5 separate regions of the Mus musculus genome follow, and all the other regions are linked to region 5. A link is a contact called in public promoter capture Hi-C data. All regions are on one chromosome and are shown on one strand. Each heading gives the region's core, a stretch centred on a gene start, on an enhancer-like site or on the middle of the called end of the contact. The rest is flanking DNA. Distances are from core to core; before and after follow the strand shown.

Region 1 (3,287 bases), core at 174-2,673, 3.0 Mb before region 5:
CTTCGAACCCCCACCTCCCACCCCCTTCGCGAAGCTCCTAGCTTCCTCTCTAGGGCTAGGACTATAAACCTCTCCAGTCTTCCTGGAAGGTAACCAGAAGCAGCCGCCGGGAAGAGACAAGCAGCCGCAGCCGCCACTAGGCCCCGCCCAGCAGCAGCAGAGCAAGGCCGCGCCCGGGACCGCTGCAGAGCGGGGTGAGTGAGTGCAGCCAGGAGGGAGGGAACCAGGTGTCCTGGGTCTCCGCCCTGCCCAGGGGGCCAGCATTGGGACCTTTAGGAGAGACCTAAAGGTCCCTCCAGCATCGCGACCTTCAGCTTCTTTTCCCATCTGGCTCAGTCGAGTTCTTTCAGGCCCTTAAATCCGACTTTTTTTTTTTTTTTTTTTCCCAATCCTGCATCTCTTTCCTGCTTTTGCCCCTCTCCTCCCGGTACTATAGGGCCCGAGGAATCCTTCCCATATGATAGAACCTAGAATCCAGAGCTCCGGGCCCTAGCCCTGTCCTCATAAAGATTCTGAGTCTCTCCCTTTGTCCTGAAGGCAGGAATTCAGGCCAAAAATAGCGTGCCCTTCTAGACTCAGGCAACCAACCAACCAACCACATATGTTTTGAAAACTGAACGCTCAGAAATCTGGTACCCTCCCTCCAAATTTCCAGGAATTTAGCTACTATCCATCATCCTTTCGCGTCTCCTGGCTGTGATCTTCTGAGACTTGGCCCAAGGGTCCTCAGGCCATGATTACAGTGTAATTGGAGATATGGCCCACTCTCTATGCAGACCCCTAAACGAAGGAATCTAGTCTTTGTTTTTTGGGGGTGGGCCCTCACTAGTCAAGGTAGCTTAAGCTCAAGGCCTGGCACCCTAAATTCTGCTTCAGGTAGACAAGACTCCGTTAAACAGAGGTCTAGCTGACCCTCAAACTGCTGGGACCTGGATGTGTAAGATTTCCTTTTTCTGGGTATCGTGGGGGAACTGATAGACAGAGGCGTGGGGCGGAGAGCGGGAGAACTGAATGAGAGGTGAGACTAGGCGTGGGGACCCGGCTTAGTGGGGGGGGGGCGACGACTCTATCTGAAACAAATCATAAACAAGTACGTTTCTATGGCAACAGCATTCTCCGGTCTACCCTGAAGATTTCTTTCTAGAGCTATGACAGGGAGGATAGCCCCCAGGAGACCCCACCCCTCCAGCTGCTGTGTCTTCCTGTTTTGTCTCCACGGCTACGGTGACCTCAGCTCTGCACCCCCTCACTGGTAGGGCGGGAGATCCAGGACGCTAGCCTTCTGGGGGCGTGGTGTGGCATTAGCCCCGCCTTCGGGGCCTACCAGGGATAGCCTGAATGAAGGGAAAGTCCCTTTTCACCGCCCTAGCCAGGCCCAAACCCCGCCCACAACCCCTCCCTCGCGCGCTCCTCAGCTGGCCAACTCCACCCAGTCCTAAGACCCTTTTGGTCTGCAGCTGTCGTCCTTGTTTGTGCTACAGTCGCCACTGCCTGGAGAGGTAAAGCTGCAGGGACCCCCAAAGGGAAGGAGTTGTGGTCCAGGATCCTTGGTTCTAGAAAGAGGAGTGGGCACGGATTCAGGTGTCTGGATCCCTAGAAACACTGCAGTTGGACCAGGACTCAAGCTCTGGATGAAAGGCTGAACATCTGAGCTCATACAGGTCATACATGGGAAAGAAGAGGGACTGGGGAGTGGGCACGTGGGTATGAGGAAGGACGGTGGTACTTGGACCCTTGAGGCTGAGAGCGGTAGGATGGGATCTAGACTCCTAGGTCTGACCAAAAAGGTTTGGGATCTGTATTTAAGATGGGTCTCAGGGAGGAGGGCAGGATTCAGACCTTAATCTGGAGGAAGTTGGGGGTCTGAATTTGTTCTGAGGGAGAAGGTACTGGAGTTTGAATTGGGACGGAAGAAGGGAGGGGCTGGGATCTCGACTCTTGGTTTGAAGACTCGGAAAGATTGAGTATAGATCCCTGAATCCGAGAAGATGGAACTCCTGGATGCTTATACCTGGTGCTTATACCTGGAGGGACTCAGGAGGGGAAAGTCCTTGTTCTGACCCTCCCAGAGGCCTGCACCCGCACTAGAGTATGGGGGGGGGGCTGGGGGGAGGGAGGTAGGAATCTTTGAAGGCTTACGGCTGAGCCCACCACTGGTGTGAGGCGTGGCCTGGAGTCTGTTCAGGGCTGTGCCCAGCATGTGCCCTGTCTGTGGAGTGATGGATGACCTCAGGAGTGTGGCATTGGGGATGGTAGCAGGGGTGCTGGGTGTGGCCCTGAGAGTGGAACTAGACCTAGGAGGAAACTCTAGGGGCGTTTCCTCACCCTGCTTATGTCTTTAGCTGAGCATTCCTGAGCAATGACTTCAAACGATGCTGGAGGCCTCTATCACTAGTTCCGTTACCTCTCCTAAGGTCTTCCTTTCTTTCTATTCCTCCTTTCCTAACTTTTCTCCCTGACAGAAGGATTTATGCTGGACACTAACCCGCCATTTTTGTTTTTGTTTAAAAAATTTTAAAGACAGGCTTTATGTATATAGCCTTTGTAGTCCTGGAACTCGCTATGTAGACCTGGCTGGCCCTGAACTTGTAGAGATCCGTCTGCCTCTTCCTCCTAAATGCTGAGATTACAGGCGATCTGTTGCCCACTTATTATAGTGCGGGGTGCCTGGCTTCCCAAAAAAACCAATCCTGGTGGGAGCTGGGGGTTTCTGCCTTTCTGTCTCAACTCCCAAGTGCCCTGGAGGCTTCTAGTTCCCAGGGAGAATTGCAACTCCTGCATGAGTTCTTGCCTGGAGCCAAGGAAGAGCTGTGTCCTGGAGCTCCATCAGATTGAAGGAGTTTTAAGGAGTCTCATTCCCTTAGCCCCAGTCCCACCCATTAGGGGTTGAACCTAGTACCTCACACATGCTAGTCAAATACTCTACTTAAAACCTCACCACTACTGACTTCCTTTCCCCCCATCCCCACCCCCACCCCTTGGTGGTCTTGAACTCTCTCTGTGACCCCAAGAAGGCCTCGAATTTCCAATCCTGCCTCTACCGGTGCTTTGGGAACACTGTTCTGCACTCCCAGGCCAGACTTTCCTCATTCTGAAAGGACTCAGAGTTCAAAAAAAGATTTTTCCCTTAATCCCAGCACTCAGGGGACAGAGGCACGCAGATCTCCGTGAACTCAAGGCCAGCCTGGTCTACATAGCAAGTTCCAGGCCAGTAAGGCTTACATAGCAAATGCTTATCTCAAAATAGAAAAATAGAATATATATATATATATCAGTGGGTGAGGGAC
Region 2 (3,433 bases), core at 759-3,258, 2.6 Mb before region 5:
AGCAAAACACACTGGGGAGGAAGATTCTAGGTGTGCCAAATGGCTTGTGATAGAGCACTCAGGTTATCTCCTTATCCTGCAATGAGTGGAGAGGTGAAGACTTGCTCCAGAGGATGTGGGAGGTGAACTCTGTCCCCAGGGAGAAATGAAGTCCCAAGCTTAGGGTTTGTGAAAGATAAAACTCCACAGCCCTCCCCCTACTATGAGAAAGTCTGGGAGGAGAAAGCAAGGAGGCTCCCCAGCTCCCAGGGAGACTAAAAGAAGTAGTGTTCGCCAAGTCTCACCTTCAGTGTCAACAGCAGCTGGACAGCATTGGTGAAGGGCGTGGGAGTGGGCAGGCCCAGCAGGCTGAGGGCTCGGAAGAAGAGGAGATAGGAGAAGGTCCAGGCAAGAGCCAGGGCATGGCAGGAGCTAGGACAGAGGTGGGAAGTCATAATGTTGGGTACAGGGACCTTAGCCTCTGTTTCCTTCTCCTGAGATACCCACCCCCGCCCCTGCCCACATTCAGACAGAGAAGAAGAGGTGAGAAGACTGGTGAGTAACAGAGACAGAAGAGGCACAGCCAGAGATAAGAAAAGAATGACCGGCATTAAGAGAAGCTTCTGGAAGAAGGAAGGCACTTCAGCCAGAGCTCAGCCTGACTGGACTATGGAAGTCAGTCTGCCACATGGATACTGAGGACTGGGGCAAAGACACAAGGTGGGAAGAAAGATGGCCAAGGCATAGCGACACACAGTAAGATTAAAGGAGAAGAAATAGAAGACTCGAAGAGGAAACAGACTGCTGCTTCTCTGCATCCTTCTTCCTTTCTCACCACCTAGTTCTCACCAGGGCTGGGCCTGAATGAGGGCCCAGGTTCCCAAGATGGTGATCAGAGAATGCAAACTGTGGGGGCCACAGGTGAATAAGGTGAGCCCCAGGCCCACAGCTGCTGCCCCCCATCTCTTCAGCCCAGGTCCTGAAAGGAAAAGGTAAAGTATAAGCCTAGAACCTTCGGGAGGGGTGATTCCCCACCCCAGCTCCCTCACCCTAATTTTCCACTAGACAAGGAACCTGACTCACCAGCTTTCTTAAAGAGGAAGCCAACAGGGATGGAGATAAGAAGGACCATTAGATATGTCCATTCTTCGGGTGTCATGGTCTGGGGGAGGAAGGACTCACAGTGAGAACCAGTATTCCAGTCCCTTCCTCTTTTGAAGACAGTAGAATCCCCTTTGAGAACCCAGGCCTCCAGCTCACTCCTCCTTCCAGGACCCAAGAATTAAGCCCCCACCCCACCCCTTTGCCAATGTTGAAATCAAAAGTACTTCTACTTCCATTTATGACCCACACCTTCCGGCCAGAAAAACAATCCTTCACAACACCCCTCTTCTCTGAGAGCCCAGGAATCTGTATCATCCTCACCCTCCTGAGTACATTGGAGCCCTTCTGGGTCCCCAATTTCCTCTGCGTCTTACAGGACCCAGTACTCCCACTCCCGCCCAGCTCGGAGAAGCCCAGCATTTAGCATCCTGTTTTCTAAGCTCTGAGCTCTGGGCTCCTCTTTAACCCGTACCTCGGAGAGAAGGCAATGACCCTGTACGATCTGCAAGCACCTTTCGTAGCCCAGCCCCGCGCAGCGAAGGCCAGCGTGTATCCGATTCTGCCTCGGCAGATCCACAGGCGGTTACGCCACCCAGCCCGGCCACGCTCTGGGCGCTGTCCCCGCACCCCGCCACCCTACGATCTTCGTGACGCCGCCATGCAACCCAACCTGGGCCCACCTGAACCGTCCGTGGGCCAGAAGACTGCGGAGCTCCTTTTCGAGGCCGCCTCGGCTCGCGCCACGCCTCCCCAGCTCAGCACGCCCCCGCACTGCCCGTTCTGGAGGGCGCCGGCAGGGCTGCGCGGTCCAGGCCCCGAGAGCCGCGGCTGTACGAGTTACAGCACCGCAAGAAAGGTACCCAGAACACCAGTCTGCCGCAAGATGCCTGTCGCGATCTTTCTAGGAGGTCCCCGGGCAAAGAGCTGCCAGTACGTGAAGGGGCGGGGTTTCGGGTCAGAGAGGCGGGGCCAAGATCTTCGAGTCCCGTTGAGACTTGAGGAGGAGGGACCTGGAGCTCAGAGACAGACTTTCAGCTTCGGATTCCTTCGGGCACACTCGGTCATTCAAGCCCTCGGCATGGAGTGCCACAGCTTCGGCTTACTTCGGGGATAGCCGAATTCCAAAGTCACGGCTCGGAATTAGATGCGTTTACAAACTCGGCCGGATGTAGGCGGGACCACACACTTCGGCTTGATTCGGAAATAATCGGGTCCAAAAGTCGTTGTGTAGTGTTAGGCGGGCTCAAGAACGCAGAACGAAGTAGGCGGGACCGCATGCTTCGGCTTACTTCGGAGATAGTCGGAATCAGCCGGGGTCCGAGAGTCAAAGAACCACGGGGTGTGGGCGGGATCGCATATTTGGACTTACTTCAGATAGCTGAATGCTTTTTCAGGTCACGGTCAAATGATATTGAGGGCAGCCGTTTTGGCCTAACTTTGGAAATAATCAGTAGACTTAACAGGCTGAGCTAATAGTCTTGAGGGAGGAAGGCGGAGCCACAGAAGACCGGAAAACGGCGAAGGGGCGGGGCCGACATGACTGGTGGATTTGGGGGCGAGGCCAGAGCAATGACCCTCAAGGTCCCATTTGTGCAGACCGGAGTGGCAGTGAGGGCTTTCTTGGCTTTTCCGCTTTGCTGACCTGACGGGATGACGGAGGACGCGCTACGTAGGGCCAGCTCCGCCTTAGCCGAGAGTTGGTGTTGGCTAGGGGTTGACTTATTGCCTCTGCCTGAGGACAGTACGACAGATTGAAAGGGAGCCACGACGCACACTGCACCTCGAGTGCGACTGTGGATTCAATCGTAATTGTGAACTCCTTAAATTGGGTAGGAAGTGGGCGGGGCCACAGCTGGAAGAACGATGGGATCTGGCTAGGGTCGAATGCTGAACCTTTTGCAACTTAGAGGGGGTGGCTGATTCTACTGAGCCGAGATCTCCCGCATGCGTTCGGGAATAGAGTCGAGATCTTCCGAAGGCTGAAACGCTTGCGTTCGGGTAGGCAGGACTCCCGATTGAGCCGAATTTAGGATGCTGGAACATCGAACAGCTGGCGCAAGACAGGACTGGGTTTCTTTTAAAGTCCGACTCAGAATAGGCGGGAAAGGCGAATCTGGGCACTTCGAAAGGGGAGGGGCTGGGCTCCAAGTATTTAGAAGAGGGTGTGGCTTGAGCAAACCACCCTACATTGAGGTTCTGAGATTTGACGGACGCATAAGAAGACACCCACTTTGCAAAAAGGGCGGTGCACCACTATGGCGGGAGGTCTCTCTGAGGGGACGAGAGATGGTGGTACGCTTTGGCAGAGAAGATGGTCACCTGGAGCTGAGGGGGAGCGGAACGGTGGGAC
Region 3 (3,174 bases), core at 182-2,681, 2.7 Mb before region 5:
GTCCTGATTCCTTTTTCTAAATTGGATGTTGAATTCCATATGAACAGATATAGCCCTCAGCCCAGCCAAGGATCCACACACAGGGGAGGGACAGCTCACAGAGAGTCGACAGCTGGAGTATCAGCGACAGGACCATGGTGGGCACTCTCCGTGGAGCTGAGGAAAAGGTTGACCCTGCCTTTTTCACTCTGAGGAAATGAAGCAACACCAGAAAGCCATGTGAGAGTCCTGTTTAGGGAACAGAGGAGTCAGGTGGAGGCTCCTGGGTAACTGTGTCATAGTTTCATTGTCTTGGAAAAAGTTGCAAGATGGAACAGTCATAGCCTCTGGTGTTCTTTAATTTAACTTAAAAGTTGGGGAGGAGGGCTGAGGACGTTGTCGCTAAGTAGAAGACCACTTGCCCAGAGTAGCCTCAGCACTGAGGAGAGAAAGGAAAGGGGCAGGTGGGAGGAAGAAAAATGGAAAAGAGGAAAAAAACAACAACAACAACAAAAAAAACAAAACAAAAAGGTAGAAAGGGAAAAAGAAGCTTGCTGTACAATATGTACTATGCCGGTAACAAGAGAAGGCTCAGACTCCATTACTGCTCTCACTGTCCAGTCCAGATATGTTAATTTTTTTAAGTGATGTGCATTATCTTAGAGGCTCAGGCTTGTAATCTCACCAGCTTGAGAAACCAAGGCAGGAGGCTGTCAAGTTCAAAGATTGCAGGGCCAACTTGAGCCATTTAATGCCCTGTCTCAAAATAAAAAGTAATGAAAGGGCTGAAAAATGTGGCTCAACAATAAAAGATATGCCTAAAATCCACCAGCAGGGACCTGGGATAGTAGAATCTATCAGCAAGTGGACGGAGGAGTGGCTCAATCGGAGATGGGTAGCCTAGCCTGTCCTGGTTTCAGTTTTCAGCACTAAGGGGCAGATGGAGGGAAAAGCCATGATCTGCATGCTAGTAACACAAAGCACAGGCAGTCCTTAATATATTTGGGATTAATTTAGAATTTCCAGAATGAGCTTATGTCTAGATGTGATCTCAATGTAAAGCTGACTTTTTTTTTTTTAAGGTTTATTTATGAGTACACTGTTGCAGTCTTCAGACACACCAGAAGAGGGCGTCAGATCCCATTGCAGATGGTTGTCAGTCACCATGTGGTTACTGGAAATTAAACCTTTGGAAGAGCAGACAGAGCTCTGAGCCATCTCTCCAGCCCAAAGCTGACTTTATTACAGGAGAACGTTATGTTACTTCTCCGATGCATTTGCTGAGTTATAAACTATAAGAAAATGGTGAGGCCAGCAGGTGTTCAAGGTGGTTTAAATCTTTCAGTCCTCTTAAGCCTCACTCCAGAACTACAACTCCCGAAAGGGTCCACGTCCTCGCCCAAGGGGCGGGGCCTCACGCAAGGAGAAGGACCACAACTCCCAGAGAGCTCCGCTCCTTGTCGCCGCCAAGAACAAGATGGCCGGGAGTAAGTACAGGTTTGGAGCTCGCGGGGATCAAGTAGTTCCAGGAAACTGTGGGCTGATCCGTGGCTGAGTCTCAGTGGAGCCTTGGGGACCGGTAATCCGTCCCAGAATAGGGGCGCGGCAGTCACGAGGGTGCAGAGCAGGGGTGATACGAGAGTGTTAGAGGTCACCGCAGTAGTCCCCAAGGGTGACTGTCTTCTCACCTCTCTAGGAATCTCTGCCTTCCTCAAGAATGCCTGGGCGAAGGAGCCGGTGCTGGTGGTGTCCTTCTCTGTCTGGGGCCTCGGTGAGTGCCCCCTTCCCCGGCGCGAAAGTGCATCCTCCACCCGGAAGTCATCAGCATTCCACGGCACAGTTTCATCTCGCATCCCCTTGCCAGCCATATCCTGACATTACTGTCGCTCTTCCCTCACCACACACAAGAGGTGCACATTCAACTCAGTTTGACTCTGTAGGCAGAACTCCTCGGCGAAGTCTGACTTATGCAAATCTCTCAGCAAGCCTCCCACCTTGCAGTGGGACAGGGTTACTCACAGTTCTGATGCATTGAAGCCCGGGAGATGGAGGTGACCTGTTAAATTTTCATTCTGAAAGTCTGGGGTGAGGCCTTGGATTTGGCAGCCATCACAGTACCAAAATTGTCAGTATTGCTGGCCTGGAGTGTGACAGAGAAGTTCTAAAACCCACCACCAGCTATCTACCACCCTGACTTTCAAAGACCTAGAATGCTCTAATGTATGTGGTTTTAATTGATTATATGTTGAAATAGTGATTTAATGTATACTTGGTTCGTTCTTAAAGTTAAAATTACATTTTTTAAGGTGTGTGTGTGTGTGTGTGTGTGTGTGTGTGTGTGTGTTGGCTACCAGTTGGGTTTGGGGGGTCGGAGGACAACTTACTGGAGTCAGTGCTCATTCTGAGTTCCAGTGAGCAGGTAATTTTAACTATTGAGCTCTCTCACCACACTAAGGTTAAAAACTTCCTTGAACTGACTTCTTCTGAATCTTTTCAGTTTTCTTTTTTATAGAGGATACAAATCACTTAGCTCAAGTGGGCCTCAAACTCACAGCAGTCTGCCTTGGGTTCTTATGTGTTGATATCACACGCCTGAGCCACCATCCCTGCATATCTTTATTTTATTTTATTTTAATTATTATTATTATTATTTGGTTTTTCGAGACAGGGTTTCTCTGTGTAGCCCTGGCTGTCCTGGAACTCACTCTGTAGCCCAGGATGGCCTCGAACTCAGAAATCCACCTCTGCCTTCCAAGTGCTGGGATTAAAGGCATGCGCCACCACTGCCCGGCACGTATCTTTTCTTAAAAATGTGTGTGCGCCTCTGGAGGCAAGAAGAGGACGTAGGTTCTTTTTCCTTTGGAGTGGGAGATATTAGGCATTTATGAGCTGCCTGACATGGCTGCTGCGGATTGAACTCAAGTCTTCTGGACGACTAGAAAGTACTCTCCTTACCTGAAGAGCCATCTCCCAGCCCCCTCAGCTTTTACACACTATGTTATCTGTGTTTCTGTATCCACATATGTGGGAGTGCTCACAAAAGCCAGATACGTTTGTTGGATGCTGTGGAACTGGAGTCAAAAGGTGCTAGGAGCCAAACTCTGCAAAGCAGCAAGTGTTCTTAATTGCTGAGCCATCTCTAGCCCCTTAACATGTGTAGTTTAAGATGTGAAATTAACATGTGGTTATTAACTT
Region 4 (2,972 bases), core at 377-2,876, 2.1 Mb before region 5:
TGGATCTTTATAAGTCTAAGGCCAGCCTGGTCTACATAGAGAGTTTCAGGCCAGCCAGGACTACATAGTGAAATTCGGTCTCTTGGGGGGAAAAAGCTCTTGGGACTGGAATGATGGTTAACTGTTTAGAGGGGGACGAGGGTACTCGCTGCACAATCACAAGAACCTGAGTTCAAATCCCCAGCACCCATTCAAAAACCCTCTAAGCCCAGCACGGAAGAGGGCAGGGGCAAGAAGACAGCTGGGGCTTATTCCTTTGAATAAGAGACCTCTCTCATTTCAAGAATAAAGTGGAGAATAATCTAGGGGGTTACCCTAACATACTCGAATGCAACACACTACATGCCTGCTCTAACACATGCAACATGGAGATTTTAATGCCCCTGTAGCCTTGGCTTGCTCTGAGACCTTCAGCGAGTCACATCCCCCTGCAACCTAGGTGTCCTTTTGCACACTCAGCTCTAAGCTCAAATATGCGTGCTGCAGGCCTGTTAAACACAAGGCAATGTGGTCATTCTTGGGAAAAGTTCGTCATCAGCCTAGGCTCTTACAGAGGGGCTGTTGTTAGGGATCAATGCAAAGTAGACTGGAAGAAAGCAGGCAACCCAGCCCGCCCTGACAGACACATGCTCAGATAAGCACATCCTCTCTGGCCTCTTCCACCCTCTTTTTCCTGCCTAAGTACCGCGTGGCTCCAGCTGCAGGGATGGGGGTGGGGGTGGGGGTGGGGCACAGCTGGCTCACCTCTGTCCTCTCTCAGCCCCAGCCCTGCCAGCAAGAAAATAATAACCCGCTCCAGAGCTGGCTGGACTGGTTCTCAGGCTGGAGGAGGGTGGAGCCCAGACCTGGCAAGGGACCCCACCTGGAGACCCCTGGGATCTCAGCATTGGCAATTCTTTTCCTAAAGCCACCGGGCTGCATCGGGTACGTCGAAGTCCCTGGTCTGTTTGCTAACTAGTCTGTCTTCCTCCCACGCCCCCGGTTGAAGACCCCTGCCCACTACAACCTTCTCACCTCGTGGTCCAGACTTAATTGAGATCCGACTTAAGCTGGGGTCCCTCCTGGCCTCTCTGGCGCCTTTTTCCTTCTTTCTGCAGGAGAGATCTCACCTGGCAAATAAAGTAAGTGTCACGTCCTACCTGGTAGGGGCTCCAGGACCTAGGCATGCGGCGGTCTGAGTGCCACCGCCTCAGGCTGGGTCCTGCACCCTTGGGTCTCAGCAGCCCCACCTCCTAGCTCTCTGGTTTCACGGGCTGGGAGTTCCCCTGCTTTCCTCTCTCACATTCCAGGGGTCCAGGAATTCTCTTTCGTTTGCCCTCCTCCCTCAGACCCAAGAGACTAGCCCCCAGAATCTGGCAACCCCCGGAAGTTCCTTCTTACCTGCACCAGGAATAAGCTTCAGCCCCTCTCGGGGGCCATGGCAGCCTACCAACCAAGCACCGAGTCAACGCCCAGTCAGCCAAGCTGGTCTCTTGTCCCGGGTTGAGAGGGTTAAGCCATAGGCCCCTCCCAGCCTTCCTTAGTCCCTAAAAGTTTGCCTCTAGGATTTAAAGGACTAGAAAGCCTTGATGGTAGAAAAGCTAAAGGCCCTTTGAAGGGATTGTAGGGACAGGAGGAAACCAGGACTGAGCGTAGTGGAAGCGGGGGTAGAGCTAGGGGGATGGACGGGCACGCCCCCAGCCCAACCCCTCCCCGGCCCAGCCTGGAATGTCCTGAAACCAGTGAAGTCTGGCTGTTTAGAAGAGTAATTTCTTCCAGACTGCAGCTGTTAGGGGAGTGGCATGGGGTGGGGGCTGGGGGGGGGGGGGCAGGAAGGGAGGGCGAGTTGAGAAAAAAGATAGGAAGAGAGGAAAGAAGGAGAGTGTGGGGTGTGTGTGTGTGTGTGTGTGTGTGTGTGTGTGTGTGAGAGAGAGAGAGAGAGAGAGAGAGAGAGAGAATGTGGGGTGAAGTGTGTGTGAGTGAGAGAGAGAGAGAGATATGGGAGGAGAGGAAAAAAGATAAGAGAGAATTAAAGTCCCAGTAGGAGAAAGAAGTGCTGTGCAATTGCCCTGGAGCGTTCCCCAGGATGCTCCTATTTGCAGCCATCTGCCAGAGAAGGGTCTTCACTCTGATTCCCTGTCTGTGGTGAAGACTACACACTGGTGTTCACAACATCCTTCAAAAGCTGATGGAGCACGGCTGGAGTGAGGGTGTTTGGGGGGTGTGAGGTATGTGTGCTGTTCCCGGGTGTCGTGTGGCTTAGGGCAAAATGCACAGAAAGAGGGAAGGCTCAGAGGGAGACCCAGTTACAGATCTAATAAGCAAGCACCTTTGGGTTGCACACTGAGGTCTATACTGGGAGCCTGTAGAGCCAGGGAGGAGGGAGCACTGTCAGAGAACAGCAGAGGCATGGTAGGATAGACCTTTAGTACAGGGAGAAGTCCACAGTGTTTAATAGAGATATTTTGTCTAGGAGGTCTGCAGAAAGCACTGCAGGGACTTTGGACAGAGGCCACGTGGAACACAAACACACAGGGAAGCAAGTAGAAAAGAAATGACTTTGGTAGACACTGAGAGGTCAGCTTGAAAGCCACTAGGAGAAATCTAAGTCAGAATGACACATACCTGCGGGCCCATGTGTTTGCAGTTTTTACAGAGGAGCCAGGTTACTGGATTAGTCTAGACACCCATCAACGGATAGATGATTGGATAAAGAAATCGTGGTGTATGTTCCCAAAGGGGTTTTGGACAGCCTTGAAGAAAAGCATAATTATGTCATTTTTGAGAAAATGGATAGAACTGGAGGTTAAATTAAATAACCCATACTGATAAAGACAGCTACTATGTCTCATCTCATTTGTGACACCCCCCCCCCCACGACACACACACACAAACACATACACACACATACATGTTGCTGTTGATGAATTGTTTTGTTGGTGATAGCAGGGATTGAACCTAGGGCCACTTGCCTGCTAGTTAAGCCCTGGACA
Region 5 (3,075 bases), core at 36-2,535:
CCACCCTGTACCCCCATTCTTGGACTGGGGCTCTCTCAGTCTCTTGGTTTCCCCTTTAGAGAAATGATGTGTAGAACTTAACCTCTGTGCTTCCCTCCTACTTCCTATTTCTGGGGCCTCAGGTAAGGTCCAATGTGCTTGGAACCTCAGTTTTCCCATCGGTGAAATGAAATGCTGTGTTTGCTCAGTAGTGCCGTTGTTTCCCACATGACCATTCAGATGTCACAGTTGACGCTCATCACTGTCTTGACTGAAGATCTAAATGAGTCACTTCCCTTTCTCTAGGCACTTATATTTATACGCAGGTTGGGTATACTGAATTGTGCAGCTGACAGCATTTCACTTGTGCACACACCAATGACTGTGTTCTTGCTAAGGGATGCCATAACAGGGTCTGGTGTCTAGTCTACCCTTATCCTGGTGATTGCTGTGCGACCCGAGAGTCATTCCTTGTCCTTCACTGAGCCTAGGGTTTCCTCAAGTATTACCCCTATTCTCTTTCTACTTGGTGAGATGTAAAGTGACTCCGGAAGTGGCTTGAATGGAGTTATAATTTGATAAGGTAGGACCAGAAATCATTAGGGTTGCTCAAGAGGTTTAGGGCAGGCCTTTCCCCTTTACGTGAGATTTATACTGAGTTCCTAGAAAATTTCAGGTTTATAGTTTGGGAGGGAGTACGGCCTTATAAGTGTTGAATTGTGCTGTGGAGAGTCTTCAATCAGACTCCAAGGTGGAACGCTCCTCTTCTCACGTGCCCATCGTTTCCCCCATGGCTTTCTAAACAGCCACAGAAGAAACTCTGTCCTCTCCTCTGAGGGTCACAAGGTCTCCAGACAGGCGACAACGAGGATGGAAACACCCTTTTGGGCGTGGATATCCTTAGTCTCTTGCCAAAGCCTGAGGTTGGCGGTACAAGCTCGCGGTTGCGCACGGCGTAAGGCGCGTGGAAGCCCAGTGAGTCCGAGGTGTGGAACGCTAGGAGAAGCATCCCGGAAAGGACGCATGCTGAATGGACTCTAACGGGAGCTTGGCCGAACCCCTTAGAAAAGCGCTTAGCGTAGGAGGGCGCACACGGGTCGGCAGAATAGCCAACCAAATTATTGAGGGCGTGGCCTCGCGCTGTCTCCGGGGTTCTGCGACTGCAGCGTCTAGTTGCGTGTCAGGGGGCGTGGCTCCGCGCTCCGGGGGAAGCCCTGGGGGCGGGGCCGCACTGGCCTGCGTCCTTCTGGAGGGGCGGGGGGACCGGGGAGAGGCCCTGAAGGGATCCCTGGGGGTCTGGGAGGCGAGTGCGCAGGCGCGGGAGCTCTGTTGCTAGCAGTTCTGTGGCAGCTGTGAGACGGAGGACGCAGCAGGGAGACAGGTGAGGGGGTCTGGTGACTGCGAGCCTTCCTTCAGTGGGAATGATTGATAGCGTGTGTGTGTGTGTGTGTGTGTGTGTGTGTGTGTGTGTGTGTGTGTGTGTGTGACAGAGAGACAGAGAGAGACAGAGACCTGTTTGCGTGGGTCGCTCTGGTGATCTGAGTTGATTCGGGTGCACGCCTGAAGCTTCGTGTATGCTTGGCGTATATTGTTTGTTGTGGGGTGAACACAGTATGAGAATCCTTCAGGAGACTCCACGTGTGTATATGTGTGTGCGCGAGAGAAGAGAAGTGGAAGGGGGGCGCGGGAGAAGGGAAGTGGGAGGGGGGAAGGGAGAGGGAGAGACCGACTAGGCCTGTGAGCCCCAAGAAACAGGTGCGAATACCACCAACTGCGTGATGTGACCAGTGTGCCCTGTGTAAAGGAAGACACTACAAGGGGCCGCTAGTGGATGTAGGAACAGAGTTCTGAGCATCTCGGTTGTACTTGTGTGTGAGTGTGATAGACTGATGGAGCTGTTTATCATAGTCTGAGGGCACTCGGCCTGTGGGGCCCAGGGACAGGTGACTGTACAGGTCCTAGTGGGAAAGGAGGCCACCGCAGGCTAGAGGGGCCCAAGGGTGTGGGCACACAGTTCTGAGTATCTCTATGTCACTAGCTGTGCTGGTGTGAGAGTGTTGGCGGGTGTGTTTGTGTGTGTGTGAGAGAGAGAGGCTGATGAAGTTATTTATCAAAGTCTAGAGATACAGTGAGCCATCAGATGACAATGGCTTTGTGAGTGTGTGCCAGTGTGTGATTGATCGTGCCTCATCTCATTTGTTACCGTGGCAACGGGCTCCTCTAGAGGAGGAGATGTGATGGCCTAGTCTGGGAAACTGAACCTGTTAAGGATGAGACTTTTCCTTCTGTACAAAGGGATAAATGGCGCTCATCAGAGTGTTGATGGAAAGGCTAAACGGACTGTGAAATAATACAGGTGAAATGCCTTGTACAATGCCTGGGACATACTGAGTGCGGTGTAGAGTCTGGCCTTTGTTGTAGTGCTGACGGTGGAGGTTTGCTGTTGTGTTGTTGGCCTGTGTACAGGTAGGGTTGTAGTGGTGAATTCCAAAGGAGTTTTAGTGTCTACATTTGGAATTTGGCCGTCTTTCACCTCTAGCAGAGGTTCTGGATTGAGCAGTGGTGCACACACCCTCCAGACTCCTTTTATCCCTAGGCAAGCAACCTGGCTTCTTGGTGTCTGCCCAAGAATGGTCCTGCGGGAAAGTTGCATCCTACCCTGACCTGTGGAACCTGTTGGGTGTCTTCCTTATCAAGGTAGCTTGAAGGCTTCAGTAGAGGAGTGGTGGGGAGTGGGAAGGGCCTCAGGCCAGACACCTTTAATGCTAGCACACAGTAGCCCATGGGAGACAGAGGAAGGTGAGTCTCTGTGAAGTCAAGTCTAGCCTGGTTTACAAATAGATTTCCACGACAGGGCTACACAGGCACTGCTCTTAAATTCAGAATGGAGACTCCTGTGGACACATGGGTAAAGAGGTTTCCTTAGTCCCTACTGGCTGCACTTTGTCCACATTTTTTTGGAGATAGCTGCCTAATGACTGACTCTAGTACACCATTTGCTTTCTCCACAGTCACCAAAGCCATTTTTATGCCGTGTAGCCACCTCCAAATTTTGTTAAGTAGAAAGTCTGATTAGTCTCTCTCCTGCTCAGTTCC

What was found. Promoter capture Hi-C pulls out the DNA fragments that hold promoters and counts their contacts. Capture Hi-C pulls out chosen DNA fragments and counts their contacts.
Region 1: a contact with region 5 is called in a promoter capture Hi-C map of liver, with 4 times the contacts expected there. The contact joins the promoter of Myadm here to the promoter of Zfp667 in region 5. A contact is called at or near these places in 3 of 39 promoter capture datasets (cranial neural crest, hippocampal neurons and pre-B cells), 1 of 484 Hi-C or Micro-C datasets (cardiomyocytes), 1 of 115 datasets of contacts at active chromatin or transcription factors (astrocytes) and 2 of 9 other capture datasets (adipose tissue and liver).
Region 2: a promoter capture Hi-C map of adipose tissue shows a contact between it and region 5, with 2.3 times the contacts expected there. The contact joins the promoter of Mboat7 here to the promoter of Zfp667 in region 5. A contact is called at or near these places in 3 of 39 promoter capture datasets (hippocampal neurons, liver and pre-B cells), 3 of 484 Hi-C or Micro-C datasets (B cells, CD4 T cells and uterus), 1 of 115 datasets of contacts at active chromatin or transcription factors (astrocytes) and 1 of 9 other capture datasets (adipose tissue).
Region 3: a contact with region 5 is called in a promoter capture Hi-C map of pre-B cells, with 5 times the contacts expected there. The contact joins the promoter of Ndufa3 here to the promoter of Zfp667 in region 5. A contact is called at or near these places in 7 of 39 promoter capture datasets (cranial neural crest, erythroid cells, frontonasal cranial neural crest and 4 more), 4 of 484 Hi-C or Micro-C datasets (B cells, CD4 T cells, CD8 T cells and 1 more), 1 of 115 datasets of contacts at active chromatin or transcription factors (astrocytes) and 1 of 9 other capture datasets (adipose tissue).
Region 4: a contact with region 5 is called in a promoter capture Hi-C map of cranial neural crest. The contact joins the promoter of Cdc42ep5 here to the promoter of Zfp667 in region 5. A contact is called at or near these places in 3 of 39 promoter capture datasets (cranial neural crest, hippocampal neurons and liver) and 2 of 484 Hi-C or Micro-C datasets (CD4 T cells and CD8 T cells).

The regions. Positions count from the first base shown.
Region 1 is chr7:3,289,132-3,292,418 of GRCm38.p6, forward strand. Myadm (myeloid-associated differentiation marker) reads left to right here and starts at 1,424. Exons shown (of 3, transcript NM_016969.2): 1 at 1,424-1,499.
Region 2 is chr7:3,690,978-3,694,410 of GRCm38.p6, forward strand. It overlaps Mboat7 (membrane bound O-acyltransferase domain containing 7), which reads right to left and starts at 2,009. Exons shown (of 8, transcript NM_029934.4): 1 at 1,764-2,009; 2 at 1,063-1,141; 3 at 829-958; 4 at 285-411. The coding sequence starts at 1,138. It overlaps Tsen34 (tRNA splicing endonuclease subunit 34), which reads left to right and starts at 2,633. Exons shown (of 5, transcript NM_001164204.1): 1 at 2,633-2,912.
Region 3 is chr7:3,615,942-3,619,115 of GRCm38.p6, forward strand. It overlaps Ndufa3 (NADH:ubiquinone oxidoreductase subunit A3), which reads left to right and starts at 1,432. Exons shown (of 4, transcript NM_025348.3): 1 at 1,432-1,466; 2 at 1,676-1,750. The coding sequence starts at 1,457. It overlaps Oscar (osteoclast associated receptor), which reads right to left and starts at 216. Exons shown (of 5, transcript NM_001290377.1): 1 at 100-216. The coding sequence starts at 136.
Region 4 is chr7:4,163,079-4,166,050 of GRCm38.p6, forward strand. Cdc42ep5 (CDC42 effector protein (Rho GTPase binding) 5) reads right to left here and starts at 1,627. Exons shown (of 3, transcript NM_021454.4): 1 at 1,381-1,627; 2 at 1,015-1,109.
Region 5 is chr7:6,285,295-6,288,369 of GRCm38.p6, forward strand. Zfp667 (zinc finger protein 667) reads left to right here and starts at 1,286. Exons shown (of 5, transcript NM_001024928.2): 1 at 1,286-1,360.